2 separate regions of the Gossypium hirsutum genome follow, and region 1 is linked to region 2. The links are chromatin contacts, called in public Hi-C maps. All regions are on one chromosome and are shown on one strand. Each heading gives the region's core, a stretch centred on a gene start, on an enhancer-like site or on the middle of the called end of the contact. The rest is flanking DNA. Distances are from core to core; before and after follow the strand shown. Region 1 has its middle 11 kb from the start of LOC107957349. Region 2 has its middle 14 kb from the start of LOC107961504.

Evidence for each region. Hi-C and Micro-C count contacts between places; a contact is called where the count stands out from the background.
Region 1: a contact with region 2 is called in a Hi-C map of leaf, with 1.8 times the contacts expected there. The contact joins two enhancer-like sites. A contact is called at or near these places in 3 of 34 Hi-C or Micro-C datasets (hypocotyl, leaf and seedling).

Annotation. Positions count from the first base shown.
Region 1 is chrA05:44,513,396-44,517,341 of Gossypium_hirsutum_v2.1, reverse strand. No RefSeq gene overlaps it. Among protein-coding and RNA genes, the nearest start is that of LOC107957349, 11 kb to the right of the region's middle. Within about 2 kb of position 2,496, at least 1 of the 9 cell types and tissues checked has an H3K27ac peak or open chromatin away from gene starts, as enhancers often do. A contact at or near this core is called in leaf, where this site is marked.
Region 2 is chrA05:44,446,872-44,450,624 of Gossypium_hirsutum_v2.1, reverse strand. No RefSeq gene overlaps it. Among protein-coding and RNA genes, the nearest start is that of LOC107961504, 14 kb to the right of the region's middle. Within about 2 kb of position 1,979, at least 2 of the 9 cell types and tissues checked have an H3K27ac peak or open chromatin away from gene starts, as enhancers often do. A contact at or near this core is called in leaf, where this site is marked.

The sequences.
Region 1 (3,946 bases), core at 1,247-3,746, 66 kb before region 2:
TATTCTTAGGCTTGATAATAAAAAGGTAGTCATTACTAGTACTTTTAGTTCCTTTGGGTTCGACAATCCGGTCTTGCTAAAGCTATACTACTGTTCGATAGGTGCACTTGCCTTAATCGTGATAATAGTTAGTTTCAAGGACGATTCATTATAAATATTTAAAACTGTCACAAATATCAGGTACCAGTGTGGTCAACAATTTCATTAGTGATAGAAGTGATGATGAAAGGAAAATGAATAAGATTTTACAACATATAAAAGTTTTAATAGGTTATTCTGTGTTGCATCTTCTTCTGTGCAATTATATTATGAGAAATATATATTAAAGCAAACATGAACAAAATCAAATCAATCTAAAGAGGCATGGATTCCAAAGATCTTTAATGGTCATGAATAACATTGTATGATTAATTTTAGAATGTCAAGAATTGTATTCACAAGTTTGTTGAGTGTTTTGAAAACCTAGTACGATATGAAAAGTTCAAGAAACATTTCTTCTCATGAAATGTTGGGTATCTTTTTGCACATCTTGGGCCTTGGTGTAACAGTTACTCAATATTGAGAGAAATTTCAAAGGCCTAAAGGGACAATAAGTCTATACTTTGTTATTGTGCTTGAGATTTCAAACGTCTAGAGATTTCAAAATTTCAAAGATGACCATTGATATAATTGCACCAGATGATTATACTTTTAACTCAATGTTGGAACAAATATGTAATGATTCTACAGATATGCTACATTTTAAGGTAAAAGTTTAAAGTTATAATACTATGTTTTAATGTATTAGTTTACTTAAAGTATGCATGTATACTAATATGATTGTTTATTTAAGATTGCATTACTGCAATTGATAGTACATATGTTGGAGTTATTCTTCCACCAAACGAACAAATTCCCTACATAGGAACAAAAAATGTCTTAACTCAGAATGTTATGGCAGTATGTGATTTTAATATGTTCTTCACATTTGTCGTAGCTGGATGGGAAGGACCAACATATGACACTAGAATATTTCTTGATATAATTCGAAATCCAAGATTAAACTTTCCACACCCACCAAATGGTAAATTATTTGATCTATTTTTTCTTTTAAATAATAAAGTATAAGCTCTTTAATTGTTTGTTTATTATGTTATGACATGAAGGGAAATGTTATCTTGTTGGTTTTGGATATCCTAAAATGAAAGGTTTTCTCGGATTATATAAAGGAGAATGATATCATTTACTTAATTTTCGTAAGGGTAGACTTATATCTAGTAAGAAGAAATATTCAATCATTACATAGTGTTATTGAATGAACATTTGGTGTGCTAAAAAATGGGTCATTTTAAAGTATATGTCAAGTTATAGTTGTAAAAAAATAAACGATGATTCTTGTTGCTATAATGGCGATACACAATTTTATTCGAAAACAATTAGGTTTAAATGATGCAGATTTTATGATATATGAAAATAATGATAGAGCATATAAGAATATTATTAACCCAAAATACGTGCATGATAGAGAAAGTGATGGTGATAGTGGTGGTAGTGAATCAAACAATTTAGGTGATTATAAAATGGAATTAACAATGAATGTCTTAACTTGTAATTTAATGAATTCAATTTAAATTGCAAACACTAATGTATTATTTGTAATATTTCTATTGAGTGTGCGATTATTTTCCTTTTTAAAATTTAATTAAAATATGTAACATATTTTAATTTGTAATGTTTATCTTTGTTTGTAATTATAATGTCTAATACGTAACATATTTTACAAGCTTTTCATACTAATTGTTTAAATGTTTTAAAATTTATATTTTATGTATCAAAATATTAATAAAGAGTTATAATAAATTGTTTTCTATATTTTATTATAATTTAAGATGATATATTTTATATACCATAATTATTAATGAATTCTAATATCATTTAAATGCATGTTTTTATACTTTATAACATCATGTTTAAAATAGACCTTTTATCTTCTTGAAAGCACTTTTCAAAAGCAATGCTAAACGCTAAAATCTCAATAACACTTTCAAAAGTATTTTTTTACAACATTTTTCAAAAGTAATGCTAAACTGGCCCTAAGTTATATTGTGGGGGTGCAATGTGTTTAAACCATCCAAATGTGATTCACCATCAGTGTTCCAAACACCAAATAAATTCAATAAAGAAGGATTGTCCCTTAAGATTCCATTTCGTTGGAAGTAATTGGTAATCCAAGAAAACCTTAATATGTAATCTTCAAAATCCAAAAGGAGAATGTCATTTTGGAATCTTTTATTACCCTCTAAAGTGAGATTTCTCGAACTAAGTGCCTCCAAAAGGTAATAATGTTATTTTAATTTTTATATAATATTTTTATTAAAACAAATTCTTACTTTATAAAAAAATGCCAATGAAGCCTAGACTTGTCAACAAAGACGGAGGCCCTAAGTCTTGAGTACTCAGGTTCAAAACCCATAACCCATTATATATGATTATATATATAGGTTTCAAAGCCCCACCATGTGCCTATGCCATGTATGGGTTTCAAGTCGGTTCCCAAAAAAACCCAACTGAATCGACCAATAAAGCTGATTGGTCCCCCTAAAGATTATTATTGTTGTTGTCGTTGTCTTACAAAATGGATTGTTACCTTGTACATCACCAGTGAAGTAAAAGCTCCACAAATGAGTTTAGGATGATGTCAATTTTTATTTTGGTGTAGTAAAATAAAAATTAAAAAAAATAAAAAGGACACTTGGTACCATCCTAAACATGTTTGTAGAGTTTTTTACTTCATTGGCGGTTGAAACCACTTTAATGAAAATGAATTTCTCCCTTTAATTATATATTAAAAACAAACAAAAATAAATATTAATCCAATTACATTGATAGGTTAGAATTATGAATTTTAATAATTGATTTAACTATAACCAATAAAAGTAACAAAATCTACATTTACTATAATTAAATCAATTATAGCTTAATTCTGCACCTAAAACTAAATCAAATTACATTATTGTATGTATTTGAAAATTCAAAATTTTTATTTGGATAATGAATAAAATATTGGATTTAAATTTGGGCAAATTCAAGTCTAACTTTATAAGAATTAAATTTTGGATTTTTAAAATCTATTTTATAACTTGGAATTTTCAAAATCCAAAATTGATTAAGAAACCATGAGAAATTTTTTATTTACTCTTACTTCCTTCAAAATTCAAACAATAATTAATTAATTTTCAGATCACCGATTCTCGATTCAACTGATCCAATTTGTTCAATTGAATAAATTATTAAAAATAAATAAAATTGGTTCAATCATTGGTTCGATCATTGATTCAACTAGCTTGACAAGTTCAATCGATTTACGAGTCAACCAATCTAACCTCTTATTCCAGGCTGGTACCCCGATCAGTCTCTGATCCAATCAGTTTGACCAGCCGATCCGATTTTAAAACAGTGATGAAGCTTCAAGCATTTAATTTAAGTTGAGAGTTCTTTTTAATATTTTAACCCAAAAAATTATATATATATATATATATATAAAAATAGAAAGTTACATTTAGTTGGCCAATTCATAATTTTTAAAAAAAAAATCTTTGAAAGAATATACAGAAACAAACAATCTTATCCTAAATTGTTCATAACAAAGTGGAAAAGACATTTTTTCATTCAAAATTAAAGTTTTCATAATCGAACTCGTGATCAAACTGATTAGATAACTGGTTTGTTAGTCCAACTGGTTCGTTCGGTTTGATCAATTTATCTGGTTTTATTAAATAAATCTTTAAATTTTCATAAAAATAAAATTATTAAAAAATAAAAAATTTTGGTTCAACCACTCAATTAACAGATTTGTACCAGTTCCTGAGTCAACTTGTCTAATGCCTTTCTCTAGATCGATACCTTGACTAATTACTGGTCTGACTGGTCAGTCCAATCCGGTTCAAACAATAATGTCCAAAATCTT
Region 2 (3,753 bases), core at 730-3,229:
TTATTTCTTAAATATGATTAAAGAATAGGTGAGAAGGATATAAGTTGGTTTGTAAACTTCATTTATTTCACAAATCACAATGAATGCATCTATGCCATTTAATGTGAAAAATATAATTGAAAAGGTACTTGAGCCTTGAAATGTTATAGCCTAACAAAGTAATAGCAAGCAGTAATTAGGGCATGCCAAGTACATGAATGAAATTAATGCTTACCCAATACAATGCATGTATCTGATTTTTTAGGGTTTGATATTATCAATTGCTGTGAAATGGAAATAATGAATGGTAGCCGTAGCTGCCTGCCTTTGCCAATTCCCACTATGATCACTTTGCCTAGCCTTGTAAATTTTTTTCATGAAGCCATATATAGGTGTCCTCATGGGAAGCTTTGAAGTTAGTCCAATAGTTGTATTCATACAATATCACATAACTACACTAACAATAGTAATCATTGTTGATACAATATAAAAGAGCAAAGGTTGAAGTTTTCTTGAGGATGGAAAAAGTAATCTTAATTGAAGAGATGGTAATCACTAGTTTTGTAGTAGTTAATGTGATTTTTGTTATTGGTCAAGAAAGATGTTTAGACATGATGATGGATATGGTAATCAAAACTAGGGCCAACATGGTATAGTATAACTACATTATAAGCAACTTAATAACTTGAATTTCTATGTTAATCATTTAGTTAAATTAAAAGATAATACAATTCCTCATGTTTGGATATTGATTTCAGTGCATGCAAAAGGGGAAAATTGAGATAATTTTGGCCCCGTGATTCTATGATCAAATTTAGTGTTTGATCAAATTGATTAATAAAATAATTTTTAAAAATTAAGGTCAAATATAAGTAACATATTGAATTTTTTTTTATTTTAGTATCTAATTGAGACCTTATTTATATATATATATATATAAAATAAAATTGAAGCTTCGTCAGTCACTACTCACTGATTAAACTGTTGAAAGGTAAAAATAAATAGTAATTACGAAACCATTGATTGGGTCATTTAGCATGAGAAGGGCTTTGGTTTTGATAACATGATGAAGCATCGGCCTATTTGGTTAGACTAAAATTGACTCGCTGGGTTTTTTAATTAGAGCTAGTCTATGCTAATAGTCCGTAAGTTCCCACCCATTTTTCAAACATTTCATTTAAGTTTTACAATATTTATTTGTATATTTTATTATCAATATAATTAAAAAATTAAATTTAAATGCAAATCCTAAACTTATATCTTTAAAAAAACCTAAAAAAGAAGAAGAATATTGGACCATATGATTTCGAGATTAAGTGATTTGATAATAACATAATTTTTTATATCACTTTACTAATGACTCTTTGGGTCCATTTAAATTAAAATATTTATAAACATAAAATAAATAAAGAAAACCTTTCTAGTAGGACATAAGGGACCGCAATTTTACTTTTTTTTTTATTTAAAAAAATGTTTACCCAATGCGTTTAAAATTTTTGAATAATTCGTTCTATTTTGATGACTAAAATTTTAATTTATTTTCCTGTTGACTTGGACTTGGGCCTACTATTCCAGGACCTCTTGAATCCAATAAACGCTCCCTTCCCACGAAATTCTTCCTTTTCCAGTTGATGTGCTGCAACATTGCTTCATATAAGAATATGCTTAAATTGACACTTTGCAAACTTTGTAGAATGGTCTTTCCATTAATCATATAGGTACTGATTACTAACTTAATTTCCTTTTTGGATTGTTCGGACATTTAATTTCATAGAAGGCTCGATTGGGTAGCCAGAGATTCTAACTCTCCTCTTGTATTATCTCAGAAATACCTTCATGCAACCAGATTTGCCTGCAATTTGTTTTTTAACATTATAGTGGTTATATAAGAAAGCCAAATAGTTAGTTATGTTACTGTCCATGTGAATTGATGGCCAAGATACTCCCTAGTTTCTCCCAAACTCCTTTTGCAAAACTATAGTCTATATACCATGAATCACATAACTGAAGCCAAATCCCTCACGTAGCTTACAATCACATAATTTGGACCACATACACCAATGAATACCATGCCTACCATGAGACTTTTGCCACCAGAATCTATTAATAATGGACTAAATCTTTACAATAAGAAAAACTTATTGCATGAGAGTAATTTGAATTAAGTATGTATATACCATTTTTTTTTATTTTTTATTTTTGAGTAAGTAGCTATGTAGAAAGCCATATATTAATTTGAAATTTTTATATTTAAACATCTTTTAATAAACATTGAAGATTATTAAGTGTAAAAAATTTATCTCCAATATATTTAACAGTATCAACTCTAAAATTGTAAATAGTGAATTACATTTATGCTTTTAATAATTTTTAAAATTATCTATTCATCCTAAAATAAAAATTAATTACTTTTATTACTATTAACAATTTAACATAAATGTCCTTTTTAGAGTGAAATTCCTTAATTGATTATTTAATTTTTATATTTACGTTGATAAAATAGAATTTCTTTATTAAACTAAAATATCAATTGATATTTTAGTTTGTCCTTATTGAAGTAAAACTCTTCTAATTAATATTTTTATTAAGTATTATATAATTTTATTTTTAATTAATTTAGTAAACTTAAATATTAAGAAAACACACTATACACACATGCAATCTTAGATATCCACAACTATCACACCCAAAACCAAACCAATGGACAACAGACAAGAATTCAAACAAACTTCAACAATTAAGAATGAAAATAAGAATTGTATCTATAAGTCTAAATTTAACTAATTAGCTTTCCTAACGTAAGCATGATAAAAAATCATCAACAAGCAATCATCATACACAAAATCTCTCTGGTAACGACACTAACAACTTGATCGTGCCTCGGTGTGCATAAAACGAGCAGAGAAATTTGCAAACAAACAAAATAAAGTGAAATGAAGTGCGATGTTTACTACAAGTGTCACAGGTCAGTTGTAATATTTATAAATGTTTACAATGTAACATTGAGTATCCTAAGGCTCGAACCTAAAGGAGATAGGCTAACAAAATTGATCAACGACCAAGCATGCAAACATGAGAGTCTAGTTAGCTATTCTATAAATAGCATAGTACGACAACTCATAAAGAGAGAAATTAAGCTAATGACTAAATTATAAGGACTAAATTATAAATAAACCAATTTCTCAAGTTAAAAAAATAGACAATCAATATGTTTAATTAATATCGATGTTAATGGTGAATTCCTAGTTTAGGGAGCTAGAACGCCTAATTTTCCTAAATAGTCTAATTTACCTCTCGGACACCATTTTACCCAATTAAGCAATTTAATCCAATTTACCTCTCAGCCTCACTAGATTAAATTGATTTAATCGAATTGATCCACAATAGAATCTCCTTTCGATCTCACCTATCTAGATAGTCCCTTAGAGTCGTCAATTCTAGGTTTTCAATTTAGTTCAAATTTTACAATCTAGTCCCTAAACATGAAATTAACCAATTAACACTTCAAATAATCCATCATAAATTGAATTATTTAAGACCCATTATCAATTCAAGGAACCCAATCAATTTCATGCTAAATCAAACAAGAAAATAATATAAATTAGTTTGAGTTTGCAAATGCTCAAAATAATTAACGAAATCCTTGAATCGATAAAGGTTTGATGCTTTGATTCCAGGAATATTGAAGACCCAATTGTTAAAATGCAAAATCAAATGAACAAAATATGAAAAAGCTAATAAAATCTTAAGGAAATGACAAAGGTACAAAGAGGT